Linked DNA regions of Sus scrofa: region 2 is linked to region 1. The links are chromatin contacts, called in public Hi-C maps. All regions are on one chromosome and are shown on one strand. Each heading gives the region's core, a stretch centred on a gene start, on an enhancer-like site or on the middle of the called end of the contact. The rest is flanking DNA. Distances are from core to core; before and after follow the strand shown.

The links. Hi-C and Micro-C count contacts between places; a contact is called where the count stands out from the background.
Region 2: a Hi-C map of liver shows a contact between it and region 1, with 5 times the contacts expected there. The contact joins two enhancer-like sites. A contact is called at or near these places in 1 of 5 promoter capture datasets (liver), 20 of 47 Hi-C or Micro-C datasets (alveolar macrophages, embryonic fibroblasts, fetal heart ventricle and 9 more) and 2 of 2 datasets of contacts at active chromatin or transcription factors (alveolar macrophages and skeletal muscle).

The regions. Positions count from the first base shown.
Region 1 is chr4:129,229,138-129,234,535 of Sscrofa11.1, forward strand. The region is part of intron 1 of HS2ST1 (heparan sulfate 2-O-sulfotransferase 1); the gene reads right to left. Among named protein-coding and RNA genes, the nearest start is that of HS2ST1, 27 kb to the right of the region's middle. Within about 2 kb of position 3,829, at least 2 of the 83 cell types and tissues checked have an H3K27ac peak or open chromatin away from gene starts, as enhancers often do. A contact at or near this core is called in fetal liver and liver, where this site is marked.
Region 2 is chr4:129,299,023-129,303,940 of Sscrofa11.1, forward strand. No RefSeq gene overlaps it. Among named protein-coding and RNA genes, the nearest start is that of SELENOF, 43 kb to the left of the region's middle. Within about 2 kb of position 2,244, at least 11 of the 83 cell types and tissues checked have an H3K27ac peak or open chromatin away from gene starts, as enhancers often do. A contact at or near this core is called in fetal liver and liver, where this site is marked.

The DNA of each region.
Region 1 (5,398 bases), core at 2,579-5,078:
AATTGCTTTTAATTAAGAGATTTTATGCATATCAGGTTCCTCCATGTGTCTTCATGGTCCGAGGGCTCACTTCTGTTTCTACCGTATAATCAGGTACCACTCACTACGCCCCCGGCAGATGTCTCGCAGTTTGTTTTTCCGCCCCTCCTGAGGGGCTTCTTGGCTGCTTCAGGCTTTGGCTTCCGTGGTTAACGCTAGTGTAAACATTCACACGCAGGGTTTGTGTAGACACAAGTTTTCCACACACTTGAGTACAAACCAAAGAGCGTGATCACCGGATCATACGGCACACGTACGTATGTCTAGCTTTGTAAGAAACGGCCAAAGTGTCCCTCGGGTGGCTGTACCATTCTGCAGTCCCACCAGCACCAAGTAAGGGTTCCTGTTGCTCCCTAGCCTCTCCAGCCTTTGCTGTCAGTGTTCTGAATTTTCCCAATTCTAACAGGTGTATAGCGGGATCTCACTGGTGTTTTAATCTGCAACTCCCCAGGCATACAGGATGTGAGAATCTCTTCACACGCTTATGCGCCATCTGTATGACTTCCTTAGTGAGGTATCCATTCAGATATTTTGCTCATTTTTTACATTAGGCTGTTTTCTCAGCAGTTCTTTGTATATTTTGGGTAAGAGTCTTCTATTTTACGTGTTTTGAGCCAGTCTTGCACACCTGGAATAAATCCCACTTGGTCGTGGCATATGAGCCCTTTTTCTACATTTTTAAATTCAATTTAACATTCTGCTGAGGATTTTTAAATCTACATTTCCAAGAGATATTGGTCTTCAATTTTCCTTTCTTATAATGTCTTTAGTTTGGGTATTAGGGTAACGCTATCCTCACAGAATAAGAAATATCTCCTCTATTTCTCTTGTCTAGAAGAGACTGCAGAGAACTGACATAATTTTTTCCCTTAAATATTTAGTAGAATCAAAGAGACTTTTTAAAATACTTAGCTTTTAGGTAGAAATGTGAAGGCAATAGTTATTACCTATTTTTAAACCCTTGATATCCTCAAGGCACTACTTCTTTATTAATGACAGTATATTTGTAATCTTTCGACACACCCATGCATTATTAACTACCTTACTAGCCCCTTATTATAATTTTTTTAAAGCAATGAGTTCATGTAAATAAGTACCTTGCCTGTGGTCACCCAGTCTGTAGATACAGATTTGTCGTTTCAAACACCAAACACATGTGTTTACCTCTTAACATTTCTTCCATTTCCTCCAGATTTTACAGAGCAATTCAGCCTCCGGAGAAACATGGCAGGAAACTGTTTCCTCCAAACACTTGGAGAGCACAGCATGGTGTTAGGACAAGCCTGCCCAGGCTGAAATCCTGATCCCACCCTTGCTAGATGTGTGGCTGTGGGTCATTCATCCCACGGAAACCATGTTTTCCTCTTTGTGAAATGAGCGGATTCATTAATTTCCTACCCTGATAAGGTTTTTGTAAGGATCGCATTATCAAGTTAAATCATCTAAACCATATAAAAAATTTTAAATAAAAGTCAAGAATTTTTTTTTCTTTAACAATTTGCCATTGCTCTTTTTTTTTTTTTTTTTTTCTTTTTGGCCACCCCAGCAGCATATGGAAGTTCCAGGCTAGGATCTGAATCAAGCCACAGCTGCAACCAAGGCCACAGCTGTGGCAACCCTGCATCCTTAACCCACTGCACCAAGCTGAGGGCCGAAGTGGCACCACACGGAGACAAGCTGGATCATTAGTCCACTGTGCCACAGCAGGAACTCCTCTCACTGCTCTTTAAGATGACAAAATTTATTCAAAAAAGTTAAACTAGATGCTCATAATTTGCTCACTACCTAAAAATTCACTTTGCACACACTTACGACTTGTAGTCCACAACGCTTGCTAATTTAGGTTATCTCCCCCTTCGTAACAGAAAGAACAAAATGTGGCAGACCTTTTCACAGCCATGACTCACCTGTAATTTCAAATGATACACTGTAAATGATTTCAATTTAAATACAATTCATTTTTATTGTCCAAAGATTCAGGGATGGAAGAAAAGTCCTATTCTACAGTTTCTGAATACATTCCTAATCCCTTAAATTCAGCTAGCAAGGTTCTGCATGTAACTAACAAGAAAATACTACTCAAAGTACAAAGAGAAGAAATCACGCAGCAGTATAAACCTCTCTAAATGCAGAATAGCTACAATGGGGATGAGCGCCAGAGGGTAAAAGTGGTATTTTTCCTGGTGGGAAGATCTTCTTAGCGGTGCCCCGTAAAGACACCAATCCTTTCCACCTAAATGACAGATTTTGCTTAAAAAAAAAAAAATCATAACTCTAGACAGCAGAGCAAAAAGTCCCATCACAGACACTGACTGGAAGTAAAGGCATCACGAGGAGATAATCTGAAGGGAAAGTTCCTTTACCATCAGCTCCTTCTAGCAGGTTTACGCTGCTCGAAACCAGACTTTTATGGGCGCATTACCGGTGTTTTTCCACAGCCACAATGGCCCACGGGGAACACTTGTTTGACGCTATCTTCCAGCGAAACGGGTCTAGGCATCTATGTTGTAAAGAACTTTGAGGACTCAACTGATTCCTTTTTAACACTAAACCAGACAAAGAAATTGTTGCTTTGGAAGAATCCTGGCTTTTCCTGAAGATTCTCTATTGGCCTACTTTTCTCTGAATGTGGGACAACCTTGATTCAAAAGGAAAATTTTTAATTCTGAATTTCCACAAAAGGAAATTATCACTTGCATATTTATTTCTTAAAGCGAGAAACCCACTCAGTTAATAACCCAAAACAGTGGCTGCTCAAGCCCTCTCCCTGCCCAATTCTTATCAACGGAGATTTCAAGGAATTTTATATATACATATACACCATTATATAAAGCTTTCTACAGAGGGATCTTGTCAGAGTGGGTATGTGTGAATACATATATTAAGACATCTTTGCAGAGACGGTTCTGTGCTGGTCTCATAGCTCTGCGTGCCCTGAAAGCAGAAGTCCGCTCTTTGCTCCAGGTGCTTGCAAAACAGTGACCTTGGAGGACAGAGCCAGAGCCTCCCTCTAAAGCAAACATTTGTGCTCCCTAAACTCAGGGCTGCTCTCTGTGTGCAGTGTCATCCAGCCCACTTCAGGTCACCGATGGTAGGTGGAGCTCAGGAAACTGACGCAAAAATGCTGATACTCATGTCTTCTTACTGGCGTCCATGCAACTAAAACAGGCTAATTCACTGGTTTGCAATAAAATCTCAGAATTTGTATATCCGTAAGAATAACTGTGTGGTGGGAGTTCCCACTGTGGCACAGTGGGTTAAGGATCCAGGTTGTCTCTGCAGTGGCTCGGGTCCTTGCTGAGGCATGGGTTCGATCCCCAGCCAGGGCAGCGGTTAAGGATCCAGCACTGCAGCTGCACCACCGACTGCAGCTGCAGCTCGGATTCGATCCCTGGCCCGGGCACTTGGATATGCTGAGGGTACAGCCAAAACCAAAAAGTCAGGTGGAAAAAATCCGAGCTCTCCCACGTTTCACTGTTTACTTGGGTTTTGAGAACGTAAGTGGTCATCCAATCCCAGGTCCTTTGTGAGCAGCGGAAAGGATACCTTCCTGGCATCCCTCTGCGATGCAATCATTAACTAGACTACTAAGCTACCTGTTTTCTGGATACTGGCTTCCAAAACCTTTTGCATGTTTCTAGCCACGGGGCCTATGTCTGATGCTTAAAGAAGCCCTTGATGTGACAGGCTCTCCAGCCAGTGGTTTTCAAAGAGCAGTCAATGTATGCATTGTGTGAAAGACCCAGCCAATACCTACGGCTCACCCAGTGAGACCACCGCTCCAGGAGCCGGGCCTCGTGAACAGTAAGAGGGCCCACCATTAGCACCCGGCCCCCGTAACACCTTCCAAATACTGAGGCAGTGCAGTTTGGTACAAAGAGGTCTCGTCCTAGCTCTGCAAGCCTGAAACGAATGAGTCACCGCCGCCACCCCATCTCGTTGCACGCTTCACCTGCCCTGCCGGCACACGAGACCTTACTGGACAGTCAGAAGATCCCTTCAGCTCTAAAATCCTTCCCCTCTCATGCTGCCGGTTACGCAAACTGCTCGGCTCCATGAAGACATTCATCTACCACGGCAGCCGCAGCAACAGCAATTCAGCTGGACGTTCCTCCCAGACACGTGCCATGCTATCTCTGGGTTAGAAAACAATGAAAACAAATTCAGGTGAATCAGCGTCTAAAGTCGAGGAGCCAAGAGGCGGGTAGGTAGCTGCAGTATTATTATTCAAACCAGATGCTGTTGGCCCAGAGCTAAGCTGTCAAACAGCTCCGGCCCAGACAGAGTAATGGGTTCGCCCCGAGCACAGCACCGGGGCGAGCTTCTGTCCCAGAGACGCTCTAGTGTCGTTCAGAGCCTCGGATACTAAGAAGGTGTTTTGTTATCCAAATGGAGTCTTCCTTTCGGGGCCATCGGTTCATGTCCCCGTAACAGTGCGTTTCTACTCGTTTGGGCCGTCGGTTCTGTCCCCGTAGCACTGTGTTTCTACTTGAAGTTCTTCTGAAGCTTATCAGCACATTAATAACGCCGCTTCTTCCCTCGGTCCAGTAATCAATCATCACCGAGTCCGTAAGAAGTTCTCGTACAGCATCTACAGGTCCCTGCACAGCAACTCAACTAGGGAGACCTAAGACGGCAACATCGTCCAAGAGAGACACGGGTCAAATCTAACCTCTTAGCTGTTTGGGTCTTTTCAACCTTTGTAACCTCCCTAAGCCCCACTTCCATCAGAGGATAACAACTGTGACACAGAACCGTTTGTAAGAATTAAGAGAGACCATTTCATCAAGGGCCTAACACAGACGTGCACACATGGCAAACATTTAACATTATTCAATGCCCCGGAATCCATGACATTCCACTCTCTGCTCCCTGTCTTCCCAACGGTACGCCCCTACTTCCTAAGAGTACTGTACACTTTCAACATGTCATAACCCATCTCATATGTTAAAAAGACCTCACGCGCCCCATTTGCATACCTCTGATCATGTCCTACTCTCCGCCTGAATTTCCCCTGTCAAATTCTTCCCCACTCTTAAAACCCCTGATCAGATCCCATTCTCCTTCAAGAGAACTTCAAATACTAACTCCTTTCAGAAAGGCGGTCAGACCCCTGGTGCTTGCAGCTGGTGCTCAAAGGGAAACAAACCCCGAAGAAAATTGAGAAGACTAGAAGAGATAACAGGTGCTCTGCAGAAAGTCGAAACTCACAGCATGAATATTAGAAAAATGAATAAATCTTCATTTCAAAGCTCAACTTATAACGAAAGCAGAGCAAAGGCAGCCGAACGTCCAGTAGACACAGGAGTTCCTTCACGAGCATGTGAGTTAATGAATGTAAGGAAAAGGCCTGGGAAGT
Region 2 (4,918 bases), core at 994-3,493, 68 kb after region 1:
AGGGCCGGTTCCGTTTGGCTCAAGAATCACTGATCCTCATTTTGCCAAGTTCTGAACAAGTGAAGCTGCCCTTGCCCTCAGCGTGGAATGAGAGAGGATCCAGGCTGCCAAGGTGCCAGACACAAAGAGGCTCAGGAAGAAGCCAAGGCCAAGGCTCAGGCTTCCCACCAGCGTGCCACCCTCAGCCTCCATCCCCCAGCCCTCTGCACGCCCAGATGAAAGGGTTGAATGCCGTCTCATCAGCCCCCTCCCTGAAGCACGGAGCCCTCCCCTCCCTGTCGCACAGGGACCTCTGCTCAATACTCCGTCATAACCAGATGGGAAAAGGAGTTGAATGAGCGTGGAGATACCTGTGGGTATAACTGCCTCTCCTTCCTATGCACCCGCACCGCAACACTGCAAGTCGACTGTACTCCCACCTAAGACGAAAACCACAAAGCAAAAAGAATAAGCGGTTCAAATTGCTCTTTAAAAAAAGAGAGACCCAAGGGAGTTCCTGTTGTAGCTCAGTGGGTAAAGAACTTGGCTAGTATCTATGAGGACGCAGGTTCGGCCCCTGGCCCTGCTCCGTGGGTTAAGGATCCGTGTTGCTGTGGCTGCGGTGTAGGCTGGCCAGTACAGCTCCGATTTGACCCCTAGCCTGGGAACCTCCATATGCTGCACCTTCGGCCCTAAAAAAGGGGAAAAAAGAGAGGGACGCAAGAGAGCTGATCCCTCAACCACGGGAGGACACCACCAGCACATGGCCCTCGGCGAGCCGGGGCCAGATCTGGGGACCTTGGACTTCCCAGGCTGCAGAACTGTCATAAACAAACCTGTGTTTTTCAGCCACCCAGTCGTGACACTTCGTGACAAGAAGCCCAGTCTGACTAAAATCATCTCCTTCTTTCTAACAGGGAGGGCAACTCAGGTCTGGGGCACCAGGTAGCGTTTGCATCTCACCCCGCGCTGTCCCTTCTCTTCTCCAGAGGAGATGCAGTCCACCGTTCAGCTCCTGGCTGCTCCTGACCTGCGGGCCAGAGACCCCAGCTCCTTCCGCAGGCCCTTTATCTGCAACCAGCCAGCAGGAGCCCCTCAGTATTCTGAGATCAGGACTGCAGCTCAGCCTTCAAATAAATCAGCTTAATTCCAGGACAGCCTGAGTAAAAGCAAAACATTGGTCAGAAAAGAACTGGAAGCCCTGATCCCAGAAGCACGCGATCCTCCTTCGAGCAAAGTCCTTTCCGAGAAGGTGGTAAATGTGGGCCTGAGTTTGCTGAAGGCCCCCTTCCTCCCGTCCCCCCACGCGACACACCCTGCTCCCCTTTGCACGTGGAGGAAGCAGGGCTCGGAAGGGTTTGCAGTTGGCATCGTCTGAGGTCGTTTCCCCTCCATCACCCACGGGAGCATCTGGTCTCTCGTGGGCCATGCGCTCCAAGGCAGAGGCCCACACGGCCGCTTGCTCCTCCTCCGCGACAAGGAGCAGAGAAACACCAGGTAAAACCCAACTTCTGGGACAAACAACCAGCACCGGAATGGACTTGGAAAGGGCATGTTTCTCCCCCAAAAGCCTCTATTCAAGGACTGAGATGTCCAGCGTCTCAGCCAGGAGGCCACCTGTGACCCTCTAGACGAAGAAGGGTCATGTTTCATCAAAGGGAAGCCTGTGTCAGGACTCTTGCCGTGTCATGCACGCAGCAGAACGCAGCCAAAGGCAAACCGCGAATTGAACAGCAAACCTCACCGAGGAGCCCTAAGGCTGTGTGGCTGCAGGTGCGTCTGGAGCAGGAGCCGGCCAGCTGCGTCTCGGTGCCTGTGTTTGTGGCGTTTCACGGGCGCACAGCAGCCCTCACTCTTTCACGTGTTGTCCATGGCTGCTTTCAGGCGACCAGGGCAGCACTGCGTGCTTGCAAGAGAGGCCACATGGTCAGCCAAGCCTAAAGTATTATTAGGTGGCTCTTCCTAGACCTCAGGGCTCAGGTATGTCACCAGGATTCGCTAAGCTCTTGCCCTCGGTTCTGCTCTAAGACGGCTTCACATGCGTCTCCAGCTCTTGCCAAAATCCGAGGGTTTACTCTAAACTGACAGCTTGGTTGAGGTACCCGTCCTCGGATCGGTGCCTCTTGGCTATGAAGTTGGATCTTCACTGAGGCGCTTAGGCCGGGGGCACAGCATCCTGGTGCTGAGGTTGGACCAGCCGCCCCAAGCAACACGGCCTGGGAACAGGGAGGAGCTGTCCAAGGGGAAGGAAGGCCGGAAAGGCAACATCCACAAATGTCCCCTGTAAGACCGCTCCCTCCTCCTCCTTGTGGTTGCATCGTCTCAAGGGATGCTGACGAGCCCCTGTGCAATTTCAGAGACCCTTTAAAGGGTGTTTGCTGATGAGGTTTCAGTGCCAGATAAGGTACTAAGTACCAAATAAATATTACCTCTTTATCCTCCAACAGCTGTAAACGTTAGGCATTTTTATTTCCAATTTACTAATGAGGTGAATAAGGATGAGAGACAGAATAGCTTGGTCTTAAGTCCACGGCCAGGATCGGGACCGAGAGCTGCCGGACTGTCACCTCGAACTGCGCTGCCTCAGCCTCATTTCTGGGAATTCCCTACCACAGCCCTGGCGCCTGAATGGTGCTCGTCAGTGAACTGGTGACCCGCTGGTGACATGCAGCTGACTCACTGGGTGACTTTTAGTAAGTTACTTAATCACTGTTTGGAATCTGTTTCTTCATCTGTAACTTTAACAGTTCAAACTACCCCACTAGCAGAGGGGGCTCCGTGTCCATGCCTTCGAGTTTGCCAGGGAGCGGGGGGAACCCTGCAAGTGCTGCTCTCCCCCCATTCATCCAATCGCGTCATCTTTCCTGCTTGCCACTGGGCTCCTTCGTAAGTCTAATGTACAAAGAGTAAAGCTTTCTGCTGTGGGGAAAAAAATTAACCTTGGGACTAGATGACCCTGAGGCTCTGTCAATATCTGTGCTTGTTCCTGGACCTCTCTCCCTGTCTGTGTCCTGGGAGGCTGACCTGCCCAGGTGGATGCACCCGGAGCTTCTCTGTGCTCTGGCTTCCTATTGGGTTTGGTCGATAGGAACATAGCAGATGAAAGATGAAAGAGAGAGCGTGGGGTATGATGCCTCAGGCTCGGCGGCTAGGTTCAAAGCCACAGCTGCTAGTGCGTGGTCCCCTCCATCAGCTCTGTTTGGGAGGCTGCTCCATCCTCTGCCCCACTCCCATCTAGGAGCAGTGCTGGCTCGCTACCCTGGGGTACGTCACCACCCCTTGGAATCTTGTTGCAATGAGGTTGTGGCTGCTTTATGAGGCCATTGCTGTAAAGAGGCCCTTCTTTGAGCGTCCTCCTGGAGAAGGCGCTCAATGTGGCCAAAGCAGGAAGACCCAGCACTCCGGGCCCCCCACGGAATCGCCACGACTACAGCTACTTACAGTGTCTCCGAGGACAACCTGAAGAGCAGCAGCAACGATCTTCCACAACTGAAGATATGAGGAAAAAAATCCACAACGAAACAGGTAGGAGGGACGGAGACGCGGTCTGGTGGGGCTCACAGCCCTGGGTCAGTGGCCCACGAACGGGAGGAGTATTACAATCGCCGACGTCGTCTCCAAGGAGCAAAGGGACTGGGCCCCACATCAGGCTCCCCAGTCAGGGGAGCACGGGGCTGATGAGCCTGCAGAACGCCTGGCCTTGAAAACCAGCGGGGCTTTCATGAAGAGCCAGAAGGCTACGGGAAACAGCCTCGGCTCTTAAAGGGCACCCGCAAAATCCCACATGCTCCGAATCTCAGGGCAGAGGCAGCCGTCTCAAAGGAGCCTGAGTCAGATCTGCCTGATCTTGGAGAGCCTCCTAGAGAGACAAGAGGTGACTGGGATTTCCCCTGGGGATGGGGATGCTGGAGGCAGCCCTTTAGAGGAGCTTGTTTGACCTTGATAATGCTGTGCTTGATGGAGCCATTTTCTGGAATACTCCCTCTGGCCTATTAGCACCAGGGACGTGGTCCCTCCCATCGGTGGACTGGCAGTCCCATACCCACAAGGCTGTGCAGCCAACCAAGCAGGAAGCCTAACCACTCTCCACCCCACCCTGTGTTCCTGTAACCACTGCATAGCCACACAACAGAAGGGGACACACAGCCCACACAGGGAGCACCCCTAAAACATAGAGCTATGGTGACCAGAAGGGAGCATGCTGCTGGGCCCCATAGACTTTCTTCTACATAAGGCCACTTAATTGACCCACTTAACACATAGAAATAACAGAACAGAGCAAAACAAGACAGAGGAGGATGTTCCCAACGAAGGAACCAGATAGAACCTCAGATAACAAGTAAATAAAGTAGAGATAGCAGTCTACTTGTAAAGAATTGGGTGCAGCAGTAGATTGGATGATAAAAGGAATGGGTCAGTGATGCATAAGACAGAGTAGAGGAAATCACCCAAGTTGAACTAAAAAAAAGATTTTTTTTTTCAAAAAATGGGGATAGTTTAAGAAACCTCTGGGGCAGTATCTAGCTTACTACCATTCGCATTGGGGTGGTCCCAGCAAAGAAGAGACAGCAAAAAGGGCAGAAAACTTATTTGAAGAAATAATAGCTGAAAAATTCCCTAATCTGTGGAAAAGGCAGACATCCAAGCCCAGGAATCACAGAAAATCCCAAACAAGATGAATCCAAGGAGTTCCACATCAAGACATTCTAATTAAAATGGCAAAAAAAAAAAAAATTATTTTAAAAAATGCAAAAATTAAAGAGAAAGAATCATAAAAGCAGTAAGAGAAAAGCAAATAGTTTTACAAAAGGGAACTCTCATAAAACTTTCATTTGGCTTTTCAGTAGAAATTTTGCAGCCCAGAAGGAAATGGCATGATTTATTCAAAGTGTTAAAGGTGGGGGCGAGGAACCTTATAACTAAGAATACTCTTCCTGGC